Linked DNA regions of Callithrix jacchus: region 2 is linked to region 1. Evidence: chromatin contacts called from public Hi-C data. All regions are on one chromosome and are shown on one strand. The core of a region is the stretch at or near the end of the contact, and the rest is flanking DNA. Distances in the headings are between cores, read along the strand shown. Region 1 overlaps ABCB4 (ATP binding cassette subfamily B member 4). Region 2 overlaps TMEM243 (transmembrane protein 243).

Region 1 (4,790 bases), core at 696-3,195:
CAATAGCAAGTCTCACTTTTGGTTCAGTCTACACAATGCAAAGAAAATAAGGGCTTGAGCAATTCCTTAAAGAACTGTTTGTCCTAAGTCACCCAGATGGGTCTTCATGTTGCCTGCTCTGATGACCAAAGACTGTGCAATTCTCTGTATCTCTTACCTCTTGGAGACCTGTTATTACTGTTTTCATAAGATGTAAAAAATATAATCCTGTGTTGTAGTCACATCAAAAAGCTACTTATTTTCAGTGGCAGAATTACTGAAAAAGGTCAGCCTTATAGTCATATCATTGTTTGGAGCAGCAGAACTTTTATTATCTTTTGGGGACAATTACTCAAACTTAGGAAAGCAGTATGTTCTTAGCAGGAATTATATGGTTCATTACCTGTAAGGTCCATACAGTTTTTCAACATACATTGATTCAAATTTTCTCTCCTGGGTCAAAGACACAACTGTCCTAATATTTTCTATTGCCTCTGTTGCAATCTGTAACACAGAATAGACCTCCATTAGAAGTGGTGCTTTTACTTCCAAAATAATGAAAAATAAGCCCTAGGGCTCTGTCAAAAGTATCCTGAAGGTTATGTCGATCGATAGGCTTTAATTTCCTTTACAAAAGGCATAATATGTTCAAGACTAGCTTAATGACAAAATTGGTACTTCTGGCTGTGCTAAGTATGGTAGGCAAGTCTTTGTATGCCCAGGAAGGCCGATCAGCTTAGGGCAAGAACATGGCCTGGGAACCAAGGGCCTGGTTCTATTCCCAGCCTGCCACCAGGCAGTTAGATGACTGGCCTTAGTCACAACCCCTTTGTGGCCTGGCTTTCTTCACAAGGCAGAGTCCTAGAAGAAAGGATTAGGCTGTGATTTGTAAGGGCCTGTTGGAGCTGCCAATTATTTCCTCCCTGGGTATAACTTCTTAGAAAAGCTGTCCAGCCACAATGGGAAGGAGATCCCAATTGTAAACAACATGTGCCTACTTTAAATCCATGATTAAATCAGAGGCAGACACTTGACTAATCTGGGTCAATCAGATTTGGTTTCCTGGCCCTGGACACAAGTTTGAACTGTGAGGCTCTGTGGCTCCAGAGGCTAATGTCACATTGCATATGTGTAAGAAGCTGGCCTGAATATACAGCAGTTGAAAAACTGAATAGGCACATATAGACTCAGATATTAGAGCCTGTGGCTGAAAGGGCTGGTTAAACACAAACAGCCTGCACTTCTTGCACTTCGGAGGAGTGTTCTTATATCAAATTGCTTTTACCCAAACCAGCCAGAGCAGTTTTCTCATTCTTACAGCTAAATCATCCTTGAAAACTGTTCATTGTGACTTGGCTATTTAGTCTAAATCATAGTTCTGTAGCTGAGTCATCTAAACCATCAGCAAGGGAGAATAAAATCTGAATTTTAGGCTTTAACAGCTTTAAAACTTTTTTTACCTCAGTTCTCAGCTTCTGTAATGAGGTAAAAGGAAGATATTTGATGCTTGAGACTGAATAACCATAGATGTTTCATTTGTAATAAAGATAAAACAGACAGCAATAATTACAGGAATAGAGAAAAATTACTGAGCTTTTACTATGTCCAAGTGTTACCTCATTCACCGATATGATATCATTTAGCCTCACAACCCTGAAAAGTAAATATTATTTCTATTCACACAGATGAGAAAACAGAGGCACATAGAAGTTAACTGAATTGCCTTAAGTTCTAAAGTTAATAAATGGCAGAGATGGAATTCCAAGCCAGGCTATCTGATGCCAAGTCCATGTTCCTAAGCCATTATGCTATTTTGCTACCCCTTCTGTGTAATTTACACAAGGAGAAACTAGTTTTTAATGACTTGGCACTCCTCTTGCCGTTCTGGTCATTGGTCAATTGCTTTGTGGGTTAGCTCTGGCACAGAGGGCCTCTAATCTCAGTGACCAGATAGGGCCTGGGTCAAGATGGTTATGAGGCAGCCTTCCCTCCCCACTCCCTGTCCAGCAACCAACACCCTCATTTCCAAGCCCTTTTTGGAAAATTGGGATGGGAATACCTCAAACCCTGATGTACTTTAACGATGATGAAACTGTACCCAGGTAAATGAGAGCATTTCTTTTTACATAAACAGTGATTTGGGATTTTCTCAGGACCTTCTTTCCAACCCTCATTCTCAGTTAATCAAGTGCTGACTGAGTAAACAACACCGAACTAAAACTGAACTGCTGATATTAACATTTAAAAAACTGTTTAATCTTTCATGTTTTTAAAAGCCCTATTAGGTTAAAGTGGCTACTAAAAAAATTAAACTGGCCAGTCTGAGTTATTTAATCTCTGATCCTAAGAATAACAGGGCTTTAGCTGGAAGGAACTCGGGACAGTATCTGGTATAATTTCTCATTTTACTAAGGTGGAATGTGAGGACCACATAAGTTGGGATCTTCTCCATCCTCACACATTGTGAGTAGCAAGGCCAAGACTAATAACCCAAGATTTTGTTTTGTTTCAATACTGCTCAATTCTAACTGCTTTACTCTGACAAAATTCTGACAAATTTCAATGTTGTTAGTCATTTTTAATGGGGTTAAGACTATTATCTTAACTAGATTCAAGATGTTTTCTATCAGGTAACTTGTCTAAGAAAAGTTTATTTTCATTCCATCTAACTGACCATTCTCTTATCTGAAATGTGGAAAGAAGCGGGATTGAGGGTCAGGGTTAGTTAGGCAGTTAGTTGAGTCGCTCAGAAGTCAAGGAAATGATGTCCTAAAGTACCCACAGCCAGCAGCCAAGAGGATCTTCAAGAACTCTGGACACCCAGAGGTTCCCAAGTCCTGGGAACCATATATTGTCCTAGTGAGCTCCAAATCCTGGAGACAATGCAGGGTGAAAATGAGTAGAGTGCATTCTGATGGAAACCTGGAGATGATACCGTTAGACCTAATGTTGCACACAGCGGAAGCTGATGCCAGTTACAAGAAAACAGAAAAGGATTTCACTGGACATAATTGGTTTAGTGGAAACACCGTTGGTCCAAATGTTCATCTTCCTCTTTAATAACGCACCTCTGGAGCAAGTCACTCACCCAGTCTCTGATGCCTTCTTCCCTAAAGAGATACTGTCTGTTCCGCTTCTCATAACTAGGGAAAGTCAGTTGCAGTAATGTGTGTAACAGGGCTTTGTAAAGTGCAATGCTATAGAAACTATATCACAATTCATATGTATTATCTGCTTCACTTCCTCATGTTTCAATAAAGGATAATAATTACATAAATAAGACTCAAAATGTTCATGGGCTTAATCTACATTTAAGCATTTAAGTACAAGTATGTTTGAATAATGTGTTTATGTGTAGATTTAGACATACTTAAACACATATAAAGAAACCATATAGTAGAGATAAGAGCTTTGAAACTAGACCTGAACTTGAATCCCAGCCAAATCTCTAATTTCTGATTCGACCTCAGGTTCAGCATTTCTGAAATGGGGGTAACATTCCTTCCCTTCTTATAGGATTATTGTGAAGATGTAATAAATTGGTGCATGTAAATATGCAGCACAACAACTGGCACATTTGTAAGGCTCAAGTAAATGTTAAGCCCAATTGCATTATAGTGAGAACCGCAAAAATCGAGGCACTACTGCCATCTGGTGGCCACCCACCTTAATTATAGAAATCACAGCCAAGAAGAAAAGGGTCTCTTAAAAATACCAGCAAATGTCTGACCTTGAACAATTCACTTACAGTCTTTGGCATGAAGGTTTGTGAAACATGGATGACATTTGTTCAAACAGTAGCATTGGGATATGAAGTAAAATGAGATTCACTTTGAATATTCGGAAGTTCTTTATCATAATTATGTTAAATGCTTTCTATAGGCTAAAAGCTTTATGTTAATCACCTCCTATTTAAGTTCTAGACATAATACAGCAAAATATTTCATACACCATTTATAATTATTAGTTGTAGTAAGCACAAACATTTAATTATTAAAGCCTGCATATCAAAAATAAATCAAATAAAACTCATATCTAAAAACAACACTTACAAAAACCGAAACCTTATTTGACCTACCTTTCCAGCAGCTTCCAGTTCTTTTTTATCTCTTTTGGCATTTCCAGCCAACAATTTCATTTCAACAATTCCTGATACAGCAATAATTGGAACAACTGATAATAGCAGTAGGGTTAACTGCCAACCGTAGATAAATGATATGATAATACCAGTTCCAAGGTTAGCTACATTCTGTGCAATTAAAGCCAACCTGGTTCCTGTGGCCTGGGAAAGAAAAAGAACAGGGCAACTGTAGTTTTCAGCTCCAAATCCATGAGCTCTTGGTCAGAATGATGAGTGGGTTCTGTGCCTGAGCTGGCACTGGCTCACTTTCATTACGGTAAACCCATGACACCTGAGCTTCACTCATGAGGCTCTGCAGACTTTTCTTCATTGTGCCTTTAGACTCTCATGCTTCTGCTGCTCACCTGAACCAACATTCCAGAAACAAGTAATCAACTTATCTGCTTTGTGGATGGGCACTGGGGATGCAGGTATGTTTTCACAGATGCAATGTTCAAAGAGAAAACTAATTCCAATGTACCTGGGTAATTTTAAAGACCATTTGCTTCAAAAGTGTAAAAGGGAAATTTACACACTCCCAGAGACCATCTGTTACTAAGAGACAATCCACCGCAAAGCACATGTAAGGATGAATTAATGTTTGTACCGCTCAGAAAATAAAAGTGGCTGTAGCGACATTGTAGTCAGCTCTTTGCATCCATTCCTCTTTCTCCTGTTGTGTGGAAGCAGT
Region 2 (4,687 bases), core at 1,011-3,510, 140 kb before region 1:
CCTCTGAGGGAAAAATCCTACTGACACCTTGATCTGGGACTTCTAGCCTCCAGGACTGTCAAACAAGACATTTCTACTGTTTAAGCCACCTAGTTTGTGGTACTTTGTAGTGGCAGCCCTAGCAAACTAACACACTAAAGTATCCATACACTGTTTTTCTCATCTGAAGTTAGGAATTCCACTATTGTGTTTGTGTTCTCCACGCCCCTCCATTCTACCCCAGCCACCATCGCCTTGGGGCCCACCAGAATAATATGAGATGAAATGCCTTTAACAGCTGGTATGTTACCTGTGTCACCCAAAATGAGCTCTGGACTGATCATTGTTACAAAGACTCTATTGACTTTTTGGTCCTATAAAGTTTCCTTTCAGGTGAGACAAGGAGTGAAGAGTGGAGAGGATGTGGCTAATACTTCCAATAATGTTAGATGATCTGGATACTTGAGGCTGATTTTTTTCTAAAAGGCCAATGGCCAGCCAGGAATGATATGTAAAGAGAGCAATGGAAATTATTAACTCTGTAGCCAACACTCTCCCCTACCTTTGACCCTTTTGATGGGACCAAACTTGGGTCAGTGGAGTTGACAGAGGTGTTTTGAAGAGGGCCTCCTAGAAGGGGAGCCCGTTAGCATGCAGGACTGCATGTGTGCCAGAAGGTGTCACTCCATCACAACTGGTACTGGAAGGAGAACCCTGCTCCTCACTAAATCTATTTCCTTTAAATCTAAAACCAAGAAGTTAGCTGGCTGTGGCCAAGTGTGTATTTTCCTCATATCATTACCCAGAGGAGATTTGATCAGCTATTCAAATTATGTTTACACTATTGACATTGTTTTAAAATTAATTCCTCTTACAGTCAGGTATTTTAAGATTCTTAGTAAAATATATGTATATGCTAAGAACTTTTCAAAGTGGGAGTGGAGGGCAATATATGTCTTGCTTTCTTTCAGGATAAAATTGTTCTAGACATCTCATCTCCAAGAAGAAATCTGTCAAAATGTTTTGAAAAAGTAAAGTCAACACTTGGCATTTAAGGGACTGCTTCAGAGACTGGAGCCATGGGGACTGACTGCCTTCACCAGGTGATCTGATGAGGGAAAGCAATAGAGCACAGAGGCAGGCAGGAAACAGGCTCTAAAGGCATATTTAACTGCTCTTTAGGTATATGACATATTTCTCCTCAGATTATTTTCTTCCACTGGGGGAAAAATGATCACAATGAATGGCCTTTATAAATGTAGAGGTTAGGCTGGGCGCGCTGGCTCACGCCTGTAATCCCAGCACTTTGAGAGGCCGAGGCAGACAGATCACCTGAGATCGTGAGTTCAAGACCAGCCTGGCCAACATGGAGAAACCCCTTCTCTACTAAAAAGACAAAATTAGCCAGGCAAGGTGGCATGTGCCTGTAATCTCAGCGACTTGGGGGGCTGAGGCAGAATTGCTTGAACCTGGGAGGCAGAGGTTGCAGTAAGCCAAGATCATGCCATTGCACTCTCCAACCTGGGCAACAAGAGTGAAACTGCATCTCAAAACAAACAAATAAATAAATAAATATGGAGGTTATATACGCAGAAAGAAAAAAAAAAACACCTCCTCAACCCAGTTATGGGAGTGTGTTCTGCACAGAGAGAAGTTAAATTTTTAAACTGCTCATCTACTGCTTATAAAAACTAATCTCTAAGAATTTGATTTTGTTCAAAATAAAGGCAAACTGACAATCAGTGCTTCTGCTTGGAGTTTATGTTTCTAAAAAGGAGCCATCAGAGATAGACTACATATTGTAGAAAAGACACTTTAATGAGTCTGATTTTAAGTATACATATATTTAAACATTATGAGTTGCTGGCAAGATGGCCGAATAGGAACAGCTCCAGTGTGCAGCTCCCAGTGACATCAACTCAGAAGGGGGGTGATCTCCTCATTTCCAATGGAAGCACCTGGTTCATATCATTGGTACTGGTTGGACAGTGGGTACAGCCCAAGGAGGGTGAGCTGAAGCAGGTTGGGATGTCACCTCACCTGGGAAGCCCAAGGGGATGGGGAACTCCCTCTCCCAGCCAGGTGAAGCCACTAGGAACTGTCCCCAGCACTCTGACCAAGACACTGTGCTTTTTTCCCACAGTATTCACAACCCACAGACCAGGAGATTTCCTCTGGTGCCTATAACACCAGGGCCCTGGGTTTACAGCACAAAACTGGGAGGTCATTTGGGAGGTCACCAAGCTAGCTGCAGCAGTTTTATTTTCATACCCCAGTGGTGCCTAAAAAGCCAGCCAGAAGAACCATTTACTATCCTGGAAACTAGGGAGCCAAGTGATCATCTAGCTTGGTGGGTCCCACACCCATGAAGACCAGCAAGCTAAGATCCACTGGCTTGAAATTCTCATAGCCAGCAGAGAAGTCTGAGCTCAACCTGGGATATTCAAGTTCAGTTGTGGGAGAGGCATCTGCCATTGCTGAGGCTTGAGTAGGCGATTTCAACCTCACCTGTGTAAACAAAGTCTCCAGGAAGTTTACACAGTGACTGGGCAGAGCCCACAGTAGCTCAGCAAGGCCTCTGCAGGCAGACTGTGTCACCAGACTCCCTCCCTGCTAGGTAGGGCATCTCTGAAAAAAGGTAGCAGCCCCTCAGGGACTTATAAAGCCCCACTTCCTGGTACAGAGCACTTTAGAAAAAAGGCTGTTGTGAGTACAGCTTCAGCAGACTTAAACTTCAGATTTAAACCTGGCAGCTCTGAAAAGAGCAGTGGATTTCCCAGCACAGTGTTCCAGCTCTGATAAGTGACAGACTGTCTCCTCAAGTGACTCCATGACCCCCGTGTATCCTGACTGGGAGACAACTCCCAGTAGGGGCTGGCAGACATGTCATAAAGGAGAGCTCTGACTGGCATCTGGTAGGTACCCTTCTGGGATGAAGCTACCAGAGGAAGATATAGGCACCAATCTTTGCTGTTCTGCAGCCCCTGCTGGTGATTCCCAGGCAAGAAGGGTCTGGTGTGGACCTCCAGCAAATTCTAGCAGACCTGCAGCAGAGAGGCCTGACTGTTAGAAGGAAAAGTAACAAACAGAAAGAAATAGTTTCAACATCAACAGAAAGGACATCCACTGAGAGACCCCCTCTGAAGGTCACCGACTTCAAAGACCAAAGGTAAATAAATTCATGAAGATGAGAAGAAACCGTGCAAAAAGCCTAAAATTCCAAAAACCAAAATGCCTATTCTCCTCCAAGGGATCACAACTCCTGCCCAGAAAGAGGACAAAACTGGATGGAGAAAGTTGGATAAACTGACAGAAACAGGATTCAGAAGGTGAGTAATCACAAACTTCTCTGAGCTAAAGCAGGATGTTCTACCCCAATGCAAGGAAACTAAGAAACTTGAAAAAAGGTTAAAAAAAATGCAAACTAGAATAACCAGTTTAGAGAAGAACATAAACAACCTGATGGAGCCGAAAAACACAGCGCAAGAACTTCATGAAGCATATACAAGTTTCAATAGCCAAATCAATGAAGCAGAAAAAGAATATCAGAGATTAAAGCTCAACACAATGAAATAAAGTGAGAATACAAGATTAGAGAAAAAAGAATGAAAGGAATGAACAATATATAGGACTATATGAAAAGACCAAACCTACATTTGACTGGTTTACCTGAAAGTGACAAGGAGAATGAAACCAAGTTGGAAAATACTCTTCATGATATTATCCAAAAGAAATTCTCTAACCTAGCAAGTCAGGCCAACATTCAAATTCAGGAAATATAGAGAAAACCACAAAGATACTCCTTAAGAAGAGCAACCCCAAGACACATAATTATCGGATTCACAATGGTTAAAATGAAGAAAAAAAATGCTAAGGGCAGCCAGAGAGAAAGGTTAGGTTACCTACAAAGGGAAGCCCATCAGGCTCACAGCTATCTCTCAGCAGAAACCATACAAGCCAGAAGAGAGTGGGGGCCAATGTTCAACATTCTTAAAGGAAAGAATTTTCAACCCAGAATTTTATATCCAGCCAAACTAAGCTTTATAAGCATAGAAAATATAAAATTCTTTATGGACAAATAACAGCTGACAGATACTGTCACAACCAGGCCTGTCTTACAATAGCTGCTGAGGAAGAGCACTAAACATGGAAAGGAACAACCAGTACCAGTACTGTAAAAACACACCAAATTGTAAAGTCCATTGATGCTATGAAGAAACTGCATCAACTAACAGACAATATAAGCAGCTAGCATCATAATGCCAGTATCAAATTTACACATAACAATATTAACCTTAAATGTAAATGGACTAAAGGCCCCAATTAAAGACACAGACTGGCAAATTGGAAAAAGAGTCAAGACCCAGTGGTGTGCTGTATTCAGGAGACCTATATCACATGAAAAGACACACATAGACTCAAAATAAAGGAATGGAGGAATATTTACCAAGCAAAAGGAAAGCAAAAAAAAGCAGGGGTTGCAATCTTAGTCTATGATAAAACAGACTTTAAACCAACAAAGATCAAAAGAGACAAAGAAGGGCATTACATAATGGTAAAAGGATCAATACAACAAGAGCTAACTATCCTAAATATATATGCACCCAATACAAGAGCACCCAGATTTATACAACAAGTTCTTAGAGACCTACGAAGAGACTTAGACCCCCACACACAAATAGTGGGAGACTTTAACACCCCACTGTCA

The links. Hi-C and Micro-C count contacts between places; a contact is called where the count stands out from the background.
Region 2: a Hi-C map of induced pluripotent stem cells shows a contact between it and region 1, with 4 times the contacts expected there. The contact joins two enhancer-like sites. A contact is called at or near these places in 2 of 3 Hi-C or Micro-C datasets (induced pluripotent stem cells and skeletal muscle).

Annotation. Positions count from the first base shown.
Region 1 is chr11:62,357,051-62,361,840 of calJac240_pri, reverse strand. ABCB4 (ATP binding cassette subfamily B member 4) reads right to left here. Exons shown (of 28, transcript XM_078342960.1): 21 at 4,058-4,261; 22 at 383-483. Among named protein-coding and RNA genes, the nearest start is that of ABCB4, 53 kb to the right of the region's middle. Within about 2 kb of position 1,945, at least 4 of the 16 cell types and tissues checked have an H3K27ac peak or open chromatin away from gene starts, as enhancers often do.
Region 2 is chr11:62,500,869-62,505,555 of calJac240_pri, reverse strand. All of the region lies in intron 1 of TMEM243 (transmembrane protein 243), which reads right to left. Among named protein-coding and RNA genes, the nearest start is that of TMEM243, 52 kb to the right of the region's middle. Within about 2 kb of position 2,260, at least 2 of the 16 cell types and tissues checked have an H3K27ac peak or open chromatin away from gene starts, as enhancers often do.